Regions from separate parts of the Hordeum vulgare genome. Here region 1 is linked to region 2. The links are chromatin contacts, called in public Hi-C maps. All regions are on one chromosome and are shown on one strand. Each heading gives the region's core, a stretch centred on a gene start, on an enhancer-like site or on the middle of the called end of the contact. The rest is flanking DNA. Distances are from core to core; before and after follow the strand shown. Region 1 has its middle 36 kb from the start of LOC123399801. Region 2 holds the start of LOC123399801 (bifunctional aspartokinase/homoserine dehydrogenase 2, chloroplastic).

The links. Hi-C and Micro-C count contacts between places; a contact is called where the count stands out from the background.
Region 1: a contact with region 2 is called in a Hi-C map of seedling, with 2.2 times the contacts expected there. The contact joins the enhancer-like site here to the promoter of LOC123399801 in region 2. A contact is called at or near these places in 2 of 6 Hi-C or Micro-C datasets (leaf and seedling).

The regions. Positions count from the first base shown.
Region 1 is chr5H:378,777,867-378,783,609 of MorexV3_pseudomolecules_assembly, reverse strand. No RefSeq gene overlaps it. Among protein-coding and RNA genes, the nearest start is that of LOC123399801, 36 kb to the right of the region's middle. Within about 2 kb of position 3,294, at least 3 of the 3 cell types and tissues checked have open chromatin away from gene starts, as enhancers often do. A contact at or near this core is called in leaf and seedling, where this site is marked.
Region 2 is chr5H:378,743,226-378,749,639 of MorexV3_pseudomolecules_assembly, reverse strand. LOC123399801 (bifunctional aspartokinase/homoserine dehydrogenase 2, chloroplastic) reads left to right here and starts at 4,674. Exons shown (of 19, transcript XM_045094183.1): 1 at 4,674-4,871; 2 at 6,084-6,146. The coding sequence starts at 4,792.

The sequences.
Region 1 (5,743 bases), core at 2,045-4,544, 35 kb before region 2:
GAGATCTAGATCCACATCTCCACCAATCACTTTCTCCTCTATGTGAGGGGAACCCCTTGGATCTAGATCTTGGAGTTCTTTGTGAGCTCCTTGTTCTTCCTCTTATATTTCTCCATAGCTTTTGTTGTTGTGGAGGGATTTGAGTGTGAGAGACTTGTCCACTTCGTGTGTTCTTTCCATTGCATTAGTTGCATCGGTTTGAGTTCTCCACGGTGATAAGTGGAAGTGAAGTTTTAGAAGCTTATTACCTTTGATACTTAGTACCCTAGATATTGTTCTTCGTGGATGCTTTGGCGTCCTAGAAGCTTGGTGGTGTCTCGGAGCTCAATCATTGTGGTGTAAAGCTCCGGTCAAGCGTCGGGGTCTCTAATTAGGTTGTGGAGATTGCCCCGAGCAATTTGTACGGGTACCGGTGACCGCCCCCAAGGTTTGCCATTTGTACGGGTTCGGTGACCGCCCTCAAGGGTCCCTTAGTGGAATCACGACATCTTGCATTGTGCGAGGGCGTGAGGAGATTACGGTGGCCTTAGTGGCATCTTGGGGAGCATTGTTCCTCCACACGGCTCCAACGGAGATTAGCATCCGCAAGGGTGTGAACTTCGGGATACATCATCGTCTCCGCGTGCCTCGGTTATCTCTTACCCGAACCCTTTACTTATGCACTTTACTTTGTGATAGCCATATTGTTTTTTCTCATATATCTTGCTATCACTTAGTTGTTTATCTTGCTTAGCATAAGTCGTTGGTGCACATAGATGAGCCTAGTTGTTTTAGGTTTTGTGCTTGACATATTAAACGTTAGTTTTATTCCGCATTTGTTCAAGCCTAAACCATAATTATTTTTAAAGCGCCTATTCACCCCCCTCTAGGCGACATCCACGTCCTTTCACAGTGTTATGGACCAACCTAGGATGTAGAGGTGTTGGGATCAGCATTAACGGGATAGACTTCGTAGCAGATCTCATCATCCTTAAGTTGCAAGGCTTGGACCTGATCCTTGGTATTGACTGGTTGTCCAAACACCAAAGCATACTGGACTGCGCTAAGAGGATTGTTACCATGACAAATGACCAAGGGGTCAAAGTCAAATACGTCCCTGAGCCTACCTCCACTCAAGTCCCTCAGGTTAATTGCCTTTCGGAAAAAGAGTTGGACCGAGTACCAGTGGTATGTGAATACCCGGACGTCTTTCCCGAGGAGCTGCCCGGGATGCCTCCTAACCGAGACATCGAGTTCATCATTGAGCTCATGCCCGGGTCAAGGCCTATCTATAAGAAGCCCTATAGGATGGGATCCGAGGAGCTGACAGAGTTGAAGAAGCAGTTGGCCGAGCAGCTCAGGAAGGGATTCACCCGTCCAAGTGCCTCACCTTGGGGATCACCTGTTCTATTCGTGTCCAAGAAGGACGGGACTATCAAGCTCTACTTCGATTACCGTTCCCTCAATGAAGTCACGATAAAGAACAAGTACAGTACCCACTCCCCAAGATTGAAGACCTATTCGACCAGTTAAATGGTGCCAAGGTATTCTCCAAGATCGATCTTAGATCTGGGTACTACCAACTGAAGATTCGGCCTGAGGACATACCTAAGACGACATTCGTGGCCCGGTACGTCTATACGAGTGCACGGTCATGTCGTTTGGGTTGACCAATGCCCCAACATAGTTCATGTACCTCATGAACAAAGTCTTCATGAAATACCCGAACAAGTTTGTTGTCGTCTTCATCGATGACATATTAATCCTCTCCAAGTACGAAGAAGAGCATGAGAAACACGTGAGGCTGGTATTGGAAAAACTTCGAGAGCACCAACTTTATGCCAAGTTTAGCAAGTGCGAATTTTGGCTGCACGAAGGTGGATTCTTGGGTCATACCATGATGGCAGATGGATTGGCAGTCGATCCCGCCAAGATTACTAAGGTAACCAATTGGGAGTCGCCAATAAAAGTGCAGGAAGTTAGAAGCTTCCTCGGACTCCCGGGGTACTACCGCGAGTTCGTGGAAGGGTTCTCCCGCATCGCCCGACCAATGACTCAGCTCTTGAAGAAGGGCAAAAAGTTTGAATGGACGTCGGAGTGAGAAGAAAGCTTCCACGAGCTAAAGACCACCGCCCCGGTACTGGCCACTCCATATATCAACAAGGAGTTTGTGATATACCGTTATCATGATTACCATCTAGCTTATGATGCATATCCATACAAGTAATTGGCCATTCTCATTTTTAATTAAAATTCGCTTTCCGCAAAGGCTGCATATTACTTTATTATCGTACCAACTGCATTATCCATATCCTGGGCTTTTTGCGAGTACATTTAATGTACTCATTGGTTTGTCACTGGTTATTTTATTGACAAAACATGGAGGAACCAGAGTATGGAGAAGAATTCATCGTCGGAGACGGACACACGAACTAGGACGCTTCCCACTCAGAATGCCTGTTGGTTAAGGCTGATGGCATGGGTTCCCGTTTACTACCATGTATTCCGCTAGTAGTTGTGTTGGTGTGATTGGCCTTCTTGGCCATATCTATGTAAGACTTGACCGCGACGGTCCTTTATTGTATCAGACGTTAATTTCATATGTAAGCTCTTATTATTCAGTATTTGTGTGTTCAGTGAGCATTGATATATAAGATCATTGTACACGTGCATTCGACGATCTCGACGCGTAAGTCGGGGTTCCCACAGATGCGGCCAGCCACGCATCGCACAACAACTCATCCTCCATGGTTGAGTAGCTCACCATCCTCCGAACACTAAAAAATGACATAGCGTTAGCTCAATGGCATTTGATCGAACACCTCCCGACATGGTGGCCGCCATGAAGGTTGTCGACAAGGGGACGGAGTGTACCTAGGTACAAACGGCTCTAGGATGGAAAGCTCTGTCATAGACGGCGGCGGACGTGTCGGTGTTGGTTGCGGGCGTCCGATAATACATCTCTGACTACCGGAGACGTACAAGGAGCAACGGCGACGGAGGTGAAGGGTAGAAAACAAGGGGATAGAAGGGGCGGAGTGCAAGGAAATGGGACCGGAAAAGGGGATTGGATGGACCGGGTTGTCGGATAGCGACGTTTCTCGTGTTCGAACTCGTGCAAACACTACTCATATTTATCTCCAATTTACGAGAGAAATTATGTCCAAACGTCCTGCAGACCTATATAAAATCGTATTGGATGATTTTCGGCAGTCCGAACAGTTGCGGGTGGCTGTCGGTTTGCCTTGAAGATGTCCCAACCATAGCTATAGTGCTACAGTGCTCGAATGTGGGCCGGGGCGGCTGGGGGCTTGTCCCAATTCTAGCGCCGCGAGTGACTGTTGGTGCAGTGACGCAGCCACTCGCTTGAACCAGGAGGCGTTGCTCTTGGAACACAATAATCTCGAGCCACCAAGATATACTCTGTAGGCCCCATGATAGCCTTACCATTCAGAACACAAACCACACACACATAATCGGGCAGGACACGAGCATGCCTCCTCCTTCTGCTGAAGAGGCAGCACTGCGTAAATTTACGTACTAGTCAGTGACCAGTGAGTTTTAGAGTGACCCAAACTGTCGCCGCGCAGCTAGCCTAGCTCCGCAATTAGCGAAGGTAAAACCACGCTTGCAGCGACACGCACGCCTACATGCAGTAGAAAAGAAAATACAGGCATGTGAAGTGACTGTCAAATGATAATAAAGTAAAGGCAAGGCGATTGGCATCTGCCTTGCGCTGATTTTTTTGATTTTTTTGATTTTTTTTGAAAGTTGTTGCGCTGATTGTCTTTGGTGCTGTTTGCGTTGGATCTTTGGATTGATCGGATCCCCGGCACATGGCTGCACTGCAGCAAAAGTATCTCCTAGCCTAGATAGCATGGCCACGAGCTCTTGGCTCTATCGCAAGAACTGCCTGGGCGACCAGAAAGCCAATGGGCGTTCCGCGGCCACCAGAGGCCGCCTCTGTTTCTTCCCCGAGCAGAAACGACCACGGCGGCCACCACCATCACACTGTCTTTTTTGGAGCACTCACGATCACGATGGAAAGAAGGATGAGACGGGGTGAGGCGAAATCGCCCAACAATCACCAACCACCCAAAAAGAGAGGGAGGAAAAATAATATTCCTTCCGTTCCTAAATATAAGACCTTGTAGAGATTGCACTATAGACTACATACGGATGTATATAAACATATTTTAAAGTATAGATTTACTTATTTTGCTACGTATGTAATCTATAGTGAAATCTCTACAAAGTCTTATATTTAGGAAGGGAGGGAGTAATAGAATTGCTTAGTTTTGATCCTCTTGAAAATAAATACTTCCTTGGCTCGATTTTGCCTTTAAAAGGAAAGGCAATGTCATGCATGGAATGGAATTTATCCGATAAATTAGAGCACAAAAGCAATATAGCGAAGATAATCCAAGAGCTCTATCGCACAACGAATTGAACGTAGATTATGTTTTTTGTGGTGAAACTAGACCACTCAAGTTTAAGTCTTAAACTTGGCGTCGGAGTTAATCACGAACCACCCAAAAAGAGGGAGAGAAAAATATATAGAATTACGGAGTTTTGGTTCTCTTAAAAATAAATACTCACTCCGTTTCAAAATAAACATCGCTGATTTAGTATAAAGATGTACTAAATTTATACTTATTTTGGGATGAAGAAAATGATTGCTCAATTTTGATTTTAAAAGAAATCATCGAATGGGAATTTATCCGGATAAATTCAAGCACGAAAGCCGCCAAAAATAATCCAAGAGGCTCTATCGCAGAGGACAGAAAGTGATGCTGGTCTTCCATTTGAGACTCCGTTTTCCAACTGAAATCTTTAACATTGTGTAAGATGAGACAATGGTAGAATTTTTTCTGATGCTCCGAAAAAGGATTTTCTCCATTTTGTATTATAAAACAACCAACCAATACAACCAATGATAGGTGTTAGGGCGAAAGTAGCAGAGTCACGTCCAAAAGGAACGAAAGAAAAAATACAAAAGAAACAAACGCCGACAACGACGCATCGATAAAAACGAAGAAGCCTCGCAACCACTGCGCCCCTCGGGGATCTCCCACCAAGCTCCAATACCCTGAAGCGTCGGTATCAATCAACACCTTCAAGAAGGACCGCGACGATGACGACGTTGCTGCCAAGGGTTTCCCCCGGTACTTGACGAAGCGAGAGAAAGGGTAGCCCCCGACGCCCTTCAGGAAGGTCCAGCAGCACCCGCACGCGCCACAGTGTCGGTGTCGGCCAAGCCGGCACGGGTTTCCCCCGATCCCAACCTGCACCTAGGGCGCTTCGGAGCTTGCCACCAAACCGACCACCACCCTGCACCAACACGGTCTTGAAGCCCCCACGTCGTCTCGCCATGGCACCGTGAGGTGAATCCTTCACGGCGACGAATAAGAGTCGGGACTAGGAGCAGCAGCATCGTCAGCACGTGGGAGGGCTCAACCTCCACCGTCAATGACGGTAGCCGATCAGACGCAATAGCGAGAGCATACCACGCCCGTGTGCCCACACGCCTAGCCGGACCCTCTGAAGCCCGTAAAGCACCCGCCATCGCGCTGCAACAGGCACGCCATTGGCGTCGCCGCCACTCGTCCGAGCTCCTCCTCCTCCTCACCACGCAGAAGTCATCGAAGCCACGCCAGGGGGGCGGCCTGCTAAGACCCAAATGAGGCCCACAGGGCCTAGATCTGGGTTGGGGGCGCGTCGTCGGCCACCCAGCACAACCACGCCACCCCGCTGCCAAGGAGCC
Region 2 (6,414 bases), core at 3,425-5,924:
CCAGCCCATGCCTCTCCACCCGGACATGCATATGTATGTGAGGCATCAACCAACCCTAGCCGCCACGAGAATAGATCACATATGATGCACGCACACCCTTGTCGCTCCTCTTCTTGTTGCTGTCACCGACGACTCCATCCCATTTACCGCGTGCACAGTTGACGGGAGAGCAGGCCTCCTAAACCATGCCTCTCCGGATCCTATATGGGAAAGGGGCTATTAGGTTTTTGGCGAGCGATACTATGCGACTGCTCGCCGCCGTCCGTCCACGTTTACGTCCGTGTCATCTCCATCGTCACCATGTTCATTAACGCTGAACGTGCCACCGTAGAGAAGACTCCTGCTAATCACAAGGCGACCGAGGAGGCTGCCGCCACAGCCAATTGGCCTAATAGAGGGTATAAGTCGCTTATCCCGCTCGTGCTTATTAATGTGTTAGCCATACTAGTGATCCGCGTAGATGTTTCTACTACATGTCTAGTACGCGATAGCATGATCCAATATCAGTATGTGCTTAGTACTGTTTACGTCATGTTCATGACTTATTATTGCATTAATTTAATCAAAAAATTGCCTATTTACTTAATAAGTACTACCTCCATACAAAAATGCAAGACACGGGGACACAGGTAGTAACTCTCAAGAGGGAAAGGTGTATGTTACACAATACTGATACAAAAATATGCATAGTGAAAAGTAGATAGCAAATATAGGACAAGTATTAGAAATTATTTTGTAATCATGCTTATATTCATATCTTCTTGAATCTTCAAGTTTCAACACGTAGTCAAAAGATCTACTCCCTTCAATCCACATTATTGTCGTTGTTGTAAGTGAGAGATAATTAATATGAATCAGAGGGAGTACCAAACTTCAGCGTTACGTGTGTTGCATCCAACAAGTCCTGTATCGGTTCGTCGAACGGTTTGAACATGCTTTTGCTTCGAAAGTGGAGAAAAGCTTGTGTGGGTGTGGGAGGGGGGGGGGTGCGGGCATCCAGACCGCTACCATGTCCGCTTATGACTATCCTACTCGCCCAAAACCCTCCCCACTTGCCCGTGTGCATTCCCGCTCATGGCCAGCTACACGCATTCATACTACATTGACACCATCCTAGAATGGATGCGACCTCTCATTGTCGGCATTAAATCAACGTGCCGTCGAGAGAGCGTCATCGGCTGCATGCCGGGATGAAAATGCATCCTCGCCGTGTTCAAACGAGCGTTGTTTGCCCCCTTCCTTCATTAATCCCACGCGTGTGCCAAGAAACCTACTCCAAGCACACGTCTGTTCGCTAGTCGGTCGACATTAAACACAACACAACACGTTGGCTCCACGCCTCCACCCTATATTTAAACAATGGTAGACACAAGAGAAAATATCACACCACACCTCCACTTCCCATATCCTCCTTGCACCATTCTCTCCATACTCTCCATGGCATCCAACGAGCAGGAAGAGGGGTACTCCGGCATAAAAGCCTACTATATGCCCCGATGAGCTTGCCGGATACGGGCCATGCAATTCTGAGCTTCACCTCCCCCGTCGCTCTAGGACATTGCACGCCAATTTGCAGAGCAGGTCACTCCAAGCAGCGTGTTGTTCAACAACTCGCTGCTCCAAGCCTGCTTGCCGTGGGGTGGCGGGTTGCTCCAGGCAGGCGCACGAGTGAGCACGGCGACACGAGCATCATGGTTGCCATGGGCGAGGACGTGTCGTACCGCTCCTATCGTGACTAGGACCATGCCATCCGCTGCCAATGTTAGCGGAACCGTGCCCGTCCGGTGAAAAAAGAACTTGCTTCGCGGAGATCAACGACACGGTGGCCAACATGTACGCGCTTGCCGCCATCAAAGAGGAAAAGTAGAACATGTGAGGACGTCGCAACTTGGGTCCCACGATGGCCACCGCTGCGACATCGCCGACGTGCACGACCGGAGACTTGCCCAGGCACCCTTCCTTCTAGCAGAAGCATATCGCTCCGGTGCCACTCGATGAGCGGTTCTTTGCGCTGAAGCATATACCTTTGGTGCTCACGGCAGTCCGATGAGCAGGGTGTTGGACATGGGGAAGGTAAAGAAGTTTCATCGCGGTTGGCCATAGACTAGTTTAGGATATCCATGACGTGGGAATGTATATCCACTGATGATGGTGATAGACTAGTATTGCCTTAGTACGATATATTTTATAGTTAAAATATGACCGAAATGTAAATGTCCTCGTCTGGTTTATATGAATATAATCTGGTTTGAATGAAGTTCGTCCGGTTTTCAAATAATGAATGAAATACTCCATTTGTTTTTAAATATAAGTCTTTATAGAGATTCCAATAGAGACTACACACGGAGCAAATAGAGCGGATCTATACTCCAAAATATGTCTATATTCATCCGTAGTAGTTCTTACTAAAATCTCTACAAAAATTTATACTAACGGGGGAGTATATGTGAGCAACATTGGATAGCCACCTCAGTATTGGTCTCCCTATTCGCAAACCGAGGGGGCGCCAGTTTGCATCTTAGCGTGTTTGAGATGCCATAAGAGCATCTCCAGTCGCGGCCCCAACAGGCCCCCAGGACTCTTTTTTGTCGCCGGTTCTAAAAAATCCACCCACTCGCGCCTCCAGGACCTTGTTTTTTGCCGGTTTTGGTCGAAATTGGCGCTGGCGAACCGAGGCCGAACCCATCACGCGGTGGCATCTGGGGGCGCTGGGGGAAAGAAATTAGGCGCGAAAACAAATCGCGCCAAATTCCTTCTGCGCCGAGAACGTCCGCCCTCCTCGTCGCCTTGACTCCCGCGCCGATTCAATGCGTCAGATTCCAAGGTATGGCGGCGCAGTGATGGCACGCCGCCGCGCGTCACGCCCTTTCCCACCACGCGTGCATACCGTTCCCGCCCCTTCCCCACTATAAAAGCCGCGCGTAGCTGCCGCTCGCCGCACACTCCGTCCTCCATCCTCTTTTCCCGTCTCTCTCGCCTTCGCCATCGGAAACTTTCCCCAGTCCATGGCGGAGAGGTTCCCCGGTGACAGAGTGGCTGCAAACGACTTCGACCGCCGGATGTTGCATGAGTGGGAGACGCACGCCCTCCGCGAGGCCAACTACCCGGCGCTGCCACACATGGGCGTGCCGGGCGCTTGGAGATTGAGCGGCGGAGGCGTCCCCATGCCCCTCCACCATCCGTTGTGGAACGCCGCGGTGAGGTCACGCGCATCCGGGCGTCCTTGCTGGAGCATGCGCGGCAGGAAGAAAGATACGCCACCGACAACTTTCCTTTATGGACGACGTACTTCGAGCGCCGCCACACCGGCCAACTTGCCTCCACCAACGGATTTCTGGCGCCAAGGGGGCACCACAACTCTAACGTCCGCCGTCGGTGGTGAGGCGTCCCCGAGCGCACGCTCCACGCCGTCCTCGAGCACATCAAGGGCAGCAACGAGCCGCTGTTGAAGTACCCGGCGCCATCGTTCTCGCGTCGCAGCAGGAGCTCGTGGTTGCTGAGGCGAATGACGGGGTCCTCCTCCCGCTCCTTCGGCACGTCGCCGCAGCTCGCCACCGTGAAGGCCGAGCCCCAAGAGACGTCAGAGCGCCGCCGCGGCCATGGTGGCAACCTCGTTATAAACTAGGGCCGCCGCCAACCTTCGCCTCCCTGTGGCCACCTTCGCCTGATCAGGCCGAAGAAGGAAAAGGAGATGACGCCGTCGCCGGTGGTCATCAAGCACGAGCATGTTGAGATGGCCGCCGACCTTGACATCGGCCTGAAGTGGTCGTGCAACGACTACGTTCGGGAGGAGATGGAGTGTCAGCGCCGCGCTTTTGAGAAGATCGCCGCACGACGTCGCAGTCACGAAGAGGGTGGCGTCATCATCCTCGACGACAGCGACGAGGAGGCGCCGGCGCAAATCGCCCCCGTCCGCAGCGATGATCCACATAAGGCTGTAGCAAGGACAACACGCATGATGGCGACGGCGGCGACATAGTTTTTTTAATGTTTTTATGTACTTTTTTAATTTGTACAAATTTAAATGAAATCGCCTAAGTTTCATTCAAAATCGAGTCAATTTCTTCGAATTTGATCCAAAAACATGCCTAGGCGTGCGCTTAAGCATGCATAGGCCCTAGGCGACAGCAGAACGCCTAGTGCTTAATCGTGCTAGGTGTGCACTTATGTGAGATAGGTGCTATGAAGAGGCATCTCCATAAGTCAGCCTGGGCATTCGGGTATTTTGGTTATTTCGGTTCGGGTAGTTCGGTTTATGGGTAATTCGGGTATTCAAAAATGAAAACCAAAATTATTTCTGTCAAAAAATTACCCGAACCCAAATTACCCAAAATTTTGGTTCGGGTACCCAAAATACCCAAAATATTCTGAGCATGCATCGACTTTTGATATGAATAACTCGGATAGTATGGGTATTTTTGATAATATGAGTATTTTAGTTAGTATGGGTAACAAGTTAGTGTAATAATAGCATGAAAATTTTGGACCTTGGGGGCGTGTGGGAACCCGAGCCCCTTCAAACCGATTTTAGTGCCGGTTTGCCCCCAAGCGACGGTATTTCATGCCCGGTGGGCGAACACTAAGAAAGAAAAATAAATCGTGAATTTTCTAAAAAAAACAAAAAGATCAGTGAATATTATATTTGCTTCGACAACGTGATAGCGGCGGCTTGCGCGCGGGGGGTTAAAGCAGGGTTTTTGGCGTCTAGCCTTTCCCCGTTGTAGCCTCCTCCCTCGCCACTCCGAGCCCCCTCTCCTCCCCGCCTTCCGCGCCGCCTCGCCCCGCCGCGAGATGCGGAGCCTCGCCGTCGCGAGCCCCGTCCCGACAGCCGCCGCCCATCGACGGAGGCTCCGGCCGTCCGCCTCCGGCAGGTTCGTGACCTCTCATCATTTCCTTGGCCGCTAGCGTCGATAGGGTCCTTCTGCGGCACGACTAGCTCCGACGGCGCTCCCCGATTCGACCACGTCGAGTGCTGGCGGCGATCTTATACGCTGATAATGTATTGACCGTGGGCGCGATTTTCCTGGGTTTCATTGGGGGGATATTGTTTAGATTGCCTAGTAAACGGGGCTTACGTGTTTGGTAGTATGACGATGCTCTGATGAGGCGCAGACATCAGGAATCTGTGCTATCTACGGCGTGGATAGACTTGCTTGATTTTATTGAACAGAAATGGACAGCATCTAAGCTTGTCAAAGATATTACTTCCTCTGTTTTGGGCAAGTGCATGGCTTCCTTTAACGCCTGCAGTCAAAACTGTTTTAACACCGAGTCACTGACCACCAATATACGAAAAATTATTATAACCTATATTGGTTGGGTGAAAATAGCATTATTAGTTTTGCCAGGAAAAATATTTTCATAGTACATATTTAGAATAATTGTTTACTAACATACAAATATAAAAAGTAAAAGAAAAAAATACAAATATAAAAAGGAACAGTCAAAGGTTTATGTTGGTAATGCGCCCATGTTTAAAATTTCACATATTTCTGAATGTCGGGGGTAATGATTTGCTAATGGAACTTGTTGAATAAGGGTATATCAATAGTCAAGTCAATCTAAGATGTGATTTGTGGGCATCGTACTAGTATGAACACAACAACCCATGTATACTCATACTCTTACACATGGTGTAATGATAGTCGTTAGGAGGTGGTCTTGACCTGGTCAGGATGTTTGTATCTTTTAAGCAAGGTCCGGAAGCATGAAATGGATAGTTCATTTGCTTGGAGTTTTCCAACAGAATTCGAAGTAATGAACATCGAGCTATGGATCAAGAAATGCCCATTTCATACCGTTTTCATCTTCACAGTCACAGTTTGAAACTTGTGCCCCATATACCAGTCTACTAAAGTTATAAAACAAATGGATTACTACTGATGCATTCTGCATCGACAACATGATTGTGAACTTCCAGTGGAGATAAGTTAGTTAATGTAGATTTTTGTTACCATGTTGTATCTTCTTAGATCTGACATTCTGCACCCCTATCACTATTTGTTTTATTTGGAAGTTTTCACTGCCGCTCTTTCAGTCCATCTCATGTTACACTGACGTTAAGCTGCTTGATAAATCTTCAGGGAAGTAATTTCACAATGTTTGAAGTGTGAGATAAATCAGGACCGACCTTTGGGAGCTCTAAGGTAGTGTTTTGTGCAGTGAATGTTGTTCTGACTTAATTAATTTCCTTTCAACTAGAAATGATCTGGCTTATATTTACCCAATACCCAAATTTTGAACGAATAATGATGCTGCTGTCATTTGACCATTTAATTGCTCCACCTGGTATTTCAAGCACCAGTTGCATGCTCAACCTTCCATTTCTTATCTTCTCAAAGTCGCCGACTACATTGTCCCTAGAAAATATTCTCAACCTTTCCGGAGTAATTAACTTCCGAACTCTTGTGCTAT